Regions from separate parts of the Cricetulus griseus genome. Here region 2 is linked to region 1. The links are chromatin contacts, called in public Hi-C maps. All regions are on one chromosome and are shown on one strand. Each heading gives the region's core, a stretch centred on a gene start, on an enhancer-like site or on the middle of the called end of the contact. The rest is flanking DNA. Distances are from core to core; before and after follow the strand shown.

Region 1 (4,876 bases), core at 2,046-4,545:
CAAACACCTCTATGTGTGAGCAGGTCTAATGACATAAGCATTTGGCATGCTCTTTCAATCAACAAGTAACAAAGGCAGTAGTAGCCAAATGGAGATTACTCTCAAATTTTACTTAGGAGAATGAGATCAGATTGTAACAATAATATTCTAAACTCCAGTACCCCTTTTCTACATTTGTCCAGAGAGATGCCTTCTATTATGTGTGTTCACAACTCAAAATTCAGCTAAGTATACAGCTCAAGTGCAAAACATTTGCCAAGCATGCTTAAAGCCAAGTTCAAAACAACCATACTGCAAACGCACAAACATACAAACACATGCTCGCACACATGCATATTTGTGCACACAGGTGGAAAGACTATAGGTCTACACACAGTCATCCTTAAATGACCTTCCTGTATCAGGTTATAGGGTCTGGAGGCTCGTTTGAAAAAGTTTGAAGACTACTTCTGATTAAAATCCCCAGATAAAATTCTACCATTAAAAATTTATACACTAAGGAAAAGGCCAATTTCTGCCATTTCTTTTTGTAGCAAAAACAAAGTGAAAGAAAGAAAAAAAGAAGAAAGGAAGAAAGAAAGAAAGGAAGAAAGAAAGGGAAAGACCTGTGTTCTTAGCATTTGTGGGGTAGTTTTAATATTTTGGTAGAAGTATATTTTATGTATTAACTGAATCCAGTGTTTAGCATATATATCACTTCATATATATAGTGTCTTTGTGATGAGAATATTTAAAATGCTTTCTTCCATTTTGAACATCAACACAATTTTCTGTATTAGCTTTAATACCCAGATGTAGGCTCAATCTATGCTTGGAGTTTTGTACTTCAATCCACGTTTGGGATGGTCATGTATTCTATATATTTATGTCTATTCTGTCCTACATGATTTTTTTTTCCATATGCCAACATTGACATGTGAGGTTTTTTTTTTTTTCTTCTGATTTTAAGATAGAGGACCTTGTGTAGCATGGGCTAACCTTGAAGTTGCTACCTAACAAAAGATAGCTTTGAACTCCTAGTCTTCCTGGCTGTGTCTTCTAAGTGCTATGATTACAGGCATGTGCCAAACATGCCTAGCAGTAAGTGAGGTCTTCAAATGGTAAAGACATATATGGCAACATAGGAGCTGAATTCAGGCTGTTACGATGGCTCAGTGGGTAACAGAACCTACTGCAGTCTTCATATCCTGAGTTTAGTCCCTGGAGCTTACATAGTGAATTCAGAGAATAGACTCCTGCAGGTTTCCTTCTAATTTCTACAAGTGTCTATGACACACACACACACACACACACACACACACACACACACACACACACACAGAGAGAGAGAGAGAGAGAGAGAGAGAGAGAGAGAGAGAGAGAGAGGAGACTAAATAGAAATGTGATAAAAATTTAAACCAGAAAATATGACATTGAATCTTAGCAAAAATATAAGCCAAATTGCTTAAATGAAACAAAGAAGGCATATTCATCAAATTTATAGATATTTTAAGTTTATGGTGCTAGATAAAATTTAAAGGGAAGATGAAGATTTAACGATACAGAGGTACAGGATGCATTAAGGTGGAAAATGCAGTTTAATTTCAGTTCATGTAACATAGAGGTGCTTTATTTGACTCCAGGCAGTCTGCTTGCCAAAAGACAACCTAATACAGGTTTGGGATGTCTTGCTGGAAGGGTTGCTTGGATCAAAGGGCTCACTGATCATTTTAGTGACTTACTTACTTCCCTACCTAGTGTGTGTATGTGTGTGTGTGTGTGTGTGTGTGTGTGTGTGTGTGTGCAGACGAGCACAATTTGAGAGAATAAACACCACAAGCTCATTTAAGAGAAGGTAAAGAGTGGTTTTGACAGATTGCTCTGCCATTTGCGGACCAGTGAAAGAACAAAACTTCGGAGGACAAGTCTCAACGCCTGTGTTGGTTATTTATTAATCTGCATCTACTATTTCAAGGCTTGCAGTATCTGTAAGGAGTAAGATTAATCTCGTGTAAGTCTTCCGGGTAGGTCGGGACTGGTCTACAGGAGACCAGTAGGTTTGAGTTCAGAAAGCTCTTTGTGTAAGCCGTGGGGTAGGCAGGCCTGGGTTTGAATTCTGATGTCACTATTAGCTCTGGCAAAAAGAAAGAAAATTCTGAATACCATTTCCCCAATTTTCTAAAATGGCGACTTATTTTAAGGGTTAGGGATGATGTAAGGAAGTTTCGTAGTTCCTGAGGTAGATCATCAAAGTAAACAATCCTAGTTATCGAGCAAACCCCGCTATTTCCAGCATCAGACGTGCCCAGGTAGATGCTAGTCTGTTGGAAATGTTGGACAAAAGACTCGATGAAGGCAGGAGACTGAACTTAGTCATAAGACCTATCACTACCCCTTTCATCCCCCCATCTTGGCCTGGTAAGTCGGGTTGAATGTGCTTTTGCTTGCCTCACAAAGCAGGTAGGCCCAGCTATTTAAGCCAAGTTTCATTTAATAGTCTTTCTTGGCTTCTGGAAGTCAATTGACTTGAAGTTAGAAGGGCCGGTGTATCTGGGGGCGTAGCTGTGACAAGGAAGGATTGTAAAGGGTAAGAAAATGCTTGGTTCAGGAGAGAAGACTGGCAGATTCTCATTGTGTGGCTCCGTGATTGAGCCGGCGAGCACTGAAGTGGTGAGCAGTTTTCCTGGACTAAAGAGTCTCACATACTCGAAAATACACCAGGCTCTTGGCAGGAGCTCCCATGAAAAGTGGGATCCAAGGCGCCTTGTGAGACGGGTCTGGGCTTGCTGGCCATATCCAGGGACTGGTGTTTGGAGCCTCTGTAAACCAACGAAGCTCTTGGGTACCACTTAAACACCGCTTGGGTTGAGGAGTTGGAAAAGAAGAGACCAAGGGACACAGGTCAGAGGCCAGGAGAATACCTCCCGCTGGTAGGTGGGTAGGGCAGTAACTCCTAGATTGATAGTGGTCATCAGGTGTGTCTCACGACCTAGTCCCAGTCACCTGTGCGCTCTCTCCTGCTGGGGGCATCGCCCCTGTCCCGGGCGGTGCTCTGCAGGCTCAGGTCAGTTCACCCGGGGAATTGTAGACACTAGCCTGAGGCTGGGGATCCCGGGTCCCCCTGCTGAGTGTGGTGCCCACCTTACCGGGGATCTCGGAGGGACCCAGTCCATAACCCTAGGGGCCACTAGAGACTCAACTGTCCTCAAGACCAGCAACCGGAGCCCTCTCCTGGCCGCACGGGGCATCGCGCGTTCCCGGCTCGCTGCTGGGCATGCGCGGGGCGCGCTGGCTCTGGCCGAGAGCGAGCGGCTCGCACACATTGCCCGGGCGGCGGGCGAGGCGGGCTCGCGGGGCACGGAGCTCGGGGCAAGCCCCGGCGGCGTCTCTGAAGCGGGGCGCGGCGAGCGCTCCACCTCGGGGGTCTTTCTCCCTCGGCCACCGGCCACCTCGTTTCTGGGTAGGTCGCGGCACTCCGTGAGGAGCGCGGCGGCTCGGAGGGCGGATCCAAGGTAAGAGCCCCTCGGACACCGGTGCGGGTCCCAGGGTGGGATTCCCGCGGCATGGGCTCCCTCTCGATTTCCCGTAAGCGCCTGTGTGAGCGGGGAGCCGAGCGGTGCCAGGCTCAGCGGCCACCGTGGTTCACTTGGAACCTTTGCAACTGGTGGCGGCGGCCAGGTGTGCGAGGGCGCTGCCGCCCCAGCGCGTCCCCGAGCCCGCTCCGCGCGACCGGGGGCCACGAGACCCGAGCCCGCCGCGACCAGCTCGGCTGGGGTGGGCGCCGAGGGTTCCCGCAGACCCCACGCTCACCTGGGCTGCGCGGGGCGCACCTGAGTTCGGCACACCTGGATTCTGACTGTGCCTTAATGTCTTGCACTTGGGGCTTTCAGAGCGCCTCTCACCCCAGCCCAAGTGGGGACTCTCCCTAGGAGACAGACCCGTTAGGGATGGGGACCCGCCCTGTGAGAGATGGACACCCTCCAGGTGAGGTAGCTCGCTGTGTTTGAGTAGTTGTGAATTCTGGCTCACTTTCCAACACCATTTTACTTGGGGGAAAATGGCCTCTCCTATTGCTGTCATTAGGGCTTTGGAGGGGTTCCACACCCACTGAGATGTTGGAGGCTCCCCGTGTCTCACCCCTTCTTGGCTTTTCAATGATTACAATACTCATGCAAAGTCTTTGCACGGTTCTCTGAGCCCTGCTGCTCGAATCCTCCTCCCCCTATAGCCCCCAAGTGCTGCTGGCATCTCGCCTGGGCAGGACTCCCTGGTGTTTGGGCTTAAAACCCGTAGACATTTGGAGCGGCGAGGCTTTAGAAGAGGAGGCTTCTCTGAGCCAATGTTTCAGCGAATGCATGGCTGCTTTTCTTTTCAAGGTTTCACTTCTTGTCTCAGACAGCAGGAGAAAGAGACAAAATAGCGAATAAAATTAAGTTCAGATGCAACTTGGTTCAGACACGTGTGAGTACTTTGAATTTTTATTTGGTTTTGCCACTTTGGGTAGGTGGTGAAATTAGGATTCCTAGAAGGCATTTTTATGTAAAAAAAAAAAAAAAAACCAAAAACCAAAAAAAACCCCATCCCCCCCAAAGTAACTGTTGTGGGCTGTTTCTAATTTCTCTCTGTTGAAAGGATGTCGTTCTGCAGCTCCTTGGGTTTTGGACCGCCTGTGCTCATTGTGTAAAACTGTAGATCTTGGGACAGACAGTCCATTGAAATTAAAGCCAATGACATCTCGTCTCACCTAGTACAGATTTTCTGTTTTTAAAATTGGGGATCCAAAGTTTCTGGGCACGATGCTGTAGTTTTTAGTTTGGTGGTGTGACAGACAATCTGTGGCTGATGGGCTCACACCGTCTGAACATTAATCCTGTCAGTAGACTTGTCACATAGTCGT
Region 2 (5,097 bases), core at 1,796-4,295, 200 kb after region 1:
CCCCTTAACATCATCACCCTCCAGAAGCCTTGAGTCTGCACAACAATTTTATAACACCATCATGGGGTGAATTTTGTGTTCACTGGTGGGAAGGCAAGGTTTACTCTAGAGGAAATGCTTCCCACAGGGAATTAGTATGAACTGTGCTTTAAAATAATGTTAGGAGCCATTTGTCCCATTTTACAGATACAATTCTGAAGTGTAACCACATTTATCCATATACCAAATACTTCTATGTTTTCTTTCTCCTGCTTTCTCTTAAGTCTTTTTAGACTGTTTTGAGCCATGAGAAGCTTTGTAAATTTGAACTAGTAATATTTATTGCACTATATCCACTGTGGATTTCAATGGTGATGTCACATGGTACTCGTCCTTTGGAGACCCATATGTCTAGATTTGAATCTTAATTTCTTTGCTCTAGTTGAATGAACTTTTGTAAATCTTGGCATCTATCTGTTCTCATGTTCTTTTGCTTTCAAAATGGGGACAATAGCATGTATTTTAACCTGAACATAGTCGTACATGCCTATGATCCCAGCACTTAGGAAGTTGAGGCAAGAGAATGAGTGCAAGTTTAAGGCTAGCCTGGGCTACAAAGTAAGATTCTATCTCATAAAAGAGCAAGTTAAAAAAATATTTCCCACAGGCTATAGTTACAAACTAATATGATAAGTAAGCAGTAAAACAATTAAGTTCAGATTTAAAAAATCATAATTTATGACTAAATCTGATCAAGGTGTTATAGAACCATTGTTTGTGTGATGATTAATATTGTTGTCAACAGGATCCAGATTCACCTAGGACAATAGTTCTCAACCTTGATAATACTGAGACCCTTTAAAACCATAAAATTGTTTCATTGCTGCTTCCTAACTGTAATTTTGCTACTATTATGAATTCTAATGTAAGTATATGATATGCAGGATATATGATATCCAATCCTGTGGAAGGGTTGTTCAACCCCCAAAGGGGTCACAACTCACAGGTTAAGAACCACTGGCCTAGAGACAAAGTCCTGGCATTCCTAGACAGGTTGACTCGGGTGGGAAGACCAGACCTGAAGACAAGCACCACACTGCATGGACAGCGGCCCCTGCTTGAATAAGACCAAGAACGCTGGTCACGCCAGTATTCATCGTTGTCTGCCTCCTGCCTGTGGCTTCCTTAAGCCCTTACCACCACGATGTCCCACTGAGACAGGTTGAACCCTTGAACTAAGGCAACCTTCTCGAGCAGCTATTGTCAAATATTTTTGTCACAGTGTCGAGAAGGGAATCAGCAGGAAATGCCAGATTACCTGCAGTGGATGATCATGGGCCCTTTGCTCTTGGTGGCTTGCTGTCGGACCATGTATACAAACTGCAGGATGCTTTCGGCAGCATTTGCAGGAGGCACACCGTGATCGGGCCAGGCCGTGTAGTTAAAGTGCATCACATCCTGGGCCTCGTCAGCCTGTAGGGGAGAAATGCCAACGACCACGTATTAGTCACTTCATCTACGCTTAGCGTGGCCCGAGCGACCATTGCAGATCGAGGTGGGACTACTTTCTACTCCTCTTCACCACCTTTCCCTTTCCATCTCTGAGCACCTGCGTGTACAAATCAGGTCCTGAAGGGAAATTGTAATTGTACAAAGCCTCAAAATATGGAGACAGAGGTTAACCCGTATCTACTAGCTCTTAGCTCTAGTAGCTAAGAACAAGAGCGTATGTCGACTCAGGTTGACATCCTGCCTCTGCCATTTAGAAGCTACCTCAGGCCGGGCCAGTGAATTTTGGAAACTCCTGTTGCTACTTGGAGCTCTCTTCCAGCCCAGTTCCATGCTAGTGGAACCACTTGTCCCTCATCTAGATACCAATGAGCTTTCCTGGGAAATTCCCAAGAGGTCACATTCATGTGTCAAAGCATCCTACAGATTGTTACTGTCACCAGCGTGCAAAGATCCACCTTTCCCTTGGAATGGGCCAGCACTACAGTGCCATTCATGACCCAGCATTCTTAGGGAACTTGATTGAAGTGCATGGTACCTTTCTTTCCTTTTAGTTAGCTGCACAGCCATCAGTAGGGAGCCTTCAAGGTCAACTTCCTTTGGTTTCCAGTAAGTTGTAAGAATGATTTGTTCCTTTGTTAACTGTGAGGCTGGCTCCCAAATCAGGCCCTTCTCGAGTATCTGGTTCACCCCTCAAACTTGCAAAGACTCTACAATCCACTCTGGATAGAATATTCTAGCAAAACTTTAGAGGGTTTGGGGCTCAAGTTTATATTCAGGTAGCATAGAGAAATGGATTGCAAAGAGCAAAACCCAACAGTCTTAAGCAGAATTTGCATCTATATAAGTAGATTGTATATAAATAGCAGGTGCAAACACATGGTAAGATTTACAGAGATAACAATGCCATCACGTCAACTAGACCCACCGTCTATTTGGCACCTAAGATCATCTGCCACTTACAGGCAGCATGAAGCACTCAAAGGCTCTTGCTCCAGGCACACAGGCTGTGAAGACGCTATGCTTGCTGGCTTCCCTTATGGTTTCCTTCAAGGAATATGTCAACAAAGTAACCCTTCCATGATAAACTGCGCAGAACTGGGCAGAATAGCAAATATGCAGCACGATGGGTGTGTCAAATTAGATAGCCTGGCTTGTCTGGAAAGGCTCATAAGCCATGCTGGCTCTGCTCACATGCTAATCACAGTATTGCTTTTCCATGTTCATATTCCAATACAGCCACTCTGAATATGTCATCTGCTAAAAAGTATAAATGGATGTAAAAGGAGGGAAGCCACTAGACTGCCAGTGGTCTCCTCACAGCTCCCAAGCAGGACCACGGAACTGGCAGAGGCTTTTTTGGTTGATAGCAAGACTCGGAGTCTAAGGGAATAAGTAACTTGTTGATACTAATTCACACCAGCGTCCGGGTGCTAGGAAGTAACAATCTGGCGTTACAGTCAGTTTCCTTGTTTAATGAGAAAACCTGTAGTGAGAGACCTAACTACGCACCTGTGGCGCTGACCACGCCTATTTGGGAGTGGTCACAGGTGCTCACCGGAGGGTAGGTTTTAGGCTGACTAGGGAAGGCGTGGCTTCCTCTCTGGCTGCTGACCTGGGGACAGACCTAGGAGGATCCTTGGAGCCCAGAGCCTATGTCAGCCGCCTGCCTCGTATGTAAGTGTTATCTCTGAATAAACCTTTTTAACCTGTGCTGGGTCTAGCGAATCTTGATTCCCACGCGCGACAAAAAACCCTTTTGTTTTGTCTGACTCCGCTATTCTAAACTGTCTCCCTCTGAAATTCTCATTTATATATTTGTGTCTTGTTGAGAAGATACTCGGGAACTTTACACATCTCAGTGTGGAGCGAAGAAAGAATGGAGGGTGGATGTAAACAAAAAGTTCAGGGGAAAAATTGTTTGGTTAGATCAGATCCGTGTTGTCTGACCAATTCAGGTTCTGCCAGCTTACTGCCTAAAGAGGGCACCCTGCCACCAGATGCTCGTGTCCTCTGAACCGCCTTATAAACAAACGCTGCTGTGTGGGGCTTTATTTCTGGTGCTAAAATGTTTCACGTGCTTGTCATGGAAAGATGGGGCCATCATTTAGGGCCAAGGACAAGAAGCATGTTATTGATCACACTGTGATCTGTGTAAGTCTTCCCCATAAAGGGAGCAGGCTCGAGAACAGACCCGACATTGTACTCCCTATTCCCCGCCCCCCCCTCCAGATGCAAACGTAGGGGGAAAGATTTGTTCTCTACCCTTGAGCAATTTGCACTGGCCTTCTCACTGAAACAGCCCAGAAAGCAAGCTCAGCTTAAATGGCCTTAAGGTCGTGAAATATCACCGCTGGTAGAAAGCCGATTGACTTGGATAGTGCTTTATTAGTTTTGAAATAGCGCGTTCTCAGATTTGTTCATTCCAGGGAGAAAGAACACTTGCTGGTGGAACTAACAGTATTCCTGGGGGAGAGGGGAGGAAAAGGTGAAGAAAGAAAACTGTAGAGGCATTGTGGTTAGCTGGAGGGGGGGCGGGGACACTTGGAGGCAGGCAGGAAGGAGTTGAAAGTCTGGGGATGGGGAGGTCTCATAAAGGAGTGACAGTAATTGAATAGCCTGCTTGGGGAACAAGGAAGAACTGGACATTTCAAAAGGAGAGACGGGATGAAGCAGCCTGTCTCTCACACACTAGGGGTGTACCTGAATTTTTTTTTTCCTCACCCCTAGAGAAAGCTACTGTTTACAGCTAGTAGATAAGAACCGGTTTGTTACTTCTAAGCACCAGTGGGCGGTTAACTGAGTGCTTCTGTTGTTGTTGCCATGGGTAACCTTTGTTTATATGTATATTTTCTGGAAAAGGCAGGGTAGGTATTTTAGTAATTTTAGATATTACAGCTATTCAGTTTCCATGGCAGTCATAGATAATACACAAATAAATGTGGACTGTGATCCAACAGAACACCATGAGCACTGAAGTTTGAATTTCACATGATTGATATATAGTATTTCACCGGAAATAGTCTTTAAGTTTTTTTCCTTGGAGGTCTGGGTCTTATTGTACAGTCAAAGCTAGCCTCATATCTAAGTCCTTCTGCCTCAGCCTCCTGAGTGCTGGCTGGTTGGTGTGTGCCACTATGTCTGTGAGTGGCCAATGCCATGTGAAATACTACCTAACTTTCCCCAATCCTTTCAACTCATTTTTGTGAAGGGAGAACTCAGGGATTTGCGTGTACCATCCAAGCATTAGACTGCTCGGCTGTGTCTGCAGTCCGCCTAACATTTGAAAACAGAGAAGCTGCTCTTAGCTGTTGCGGGATATTTGATCACACTGTGTGAAGATGTCTTACTGTTTTACCTCATCTGCCTAAGGCACCTTCTGTTTGGTTTAATAAGTTGGTGAACAGCCAATGGCTAGGCAGGAGAGGATCGCTGGGATTTCCAGGCAGAAATGGGAATTCTGGGAAGAATCTGAGAGGCAGGGGATTTGCCAGTGAGATACAGAAGTCGGTCATATGTTACCGAGGAGAAGTAAAGAGCCATGTGGCAGGACACAGATTAATATAAATGGGTTAAATTTTAAGATCTAATTGGGAACAAGCCTAAGCT

Evidence for each region. Hi-C and Micro-C count contacts between places; a contact is called where the count stands out from the background.
Region 2: a Hi-C map of the CHL-YN cell line shows a contact between it and region 1, with 4 times the contacts expected there. The contact joins the enhancer-like site here to the promoter of Eps8 in region 1. A contact is called at or near these places in 3 of 8 Hi-C or Micro-C datasets (the CHK-Q cell line, the CHL-YN cell line and the CHO-K1 cell line).

The regions. Positions count from the first base shown.
Region 1 is chr8:11,379,184-11,384,059 of CriGri-PICRH-1.0, forward strand. It overlaps Eps8 (epidermal growth factor receptor kinase substrate 8), which reads left to right and starts at 3,296. Exons shown (of 22, transcript XM_027429928.2): 1 at 3,296-3,491. It also overlaps the pseudogene LOC100751844.
Region 2 is chr8:11,578,461-11,583,557 of CriGri-PICRH-1.0, forward strand. It overlaps Ptpro (receptor-type tyrosine-protein phosphatase O), which reads right to left. Exons shown (of 26, transcript XM_035448717.1): 24 at 1,298-1,452. Among named protein-coding and RNA genes, the nearest start is that of Ptpro, 190 kb to the right of the region's middle. Within about 2 kb of position 3,046, at least 1 of the 6 cell types and tissues checked has open chromatin away from gene starts, as enhancers often do.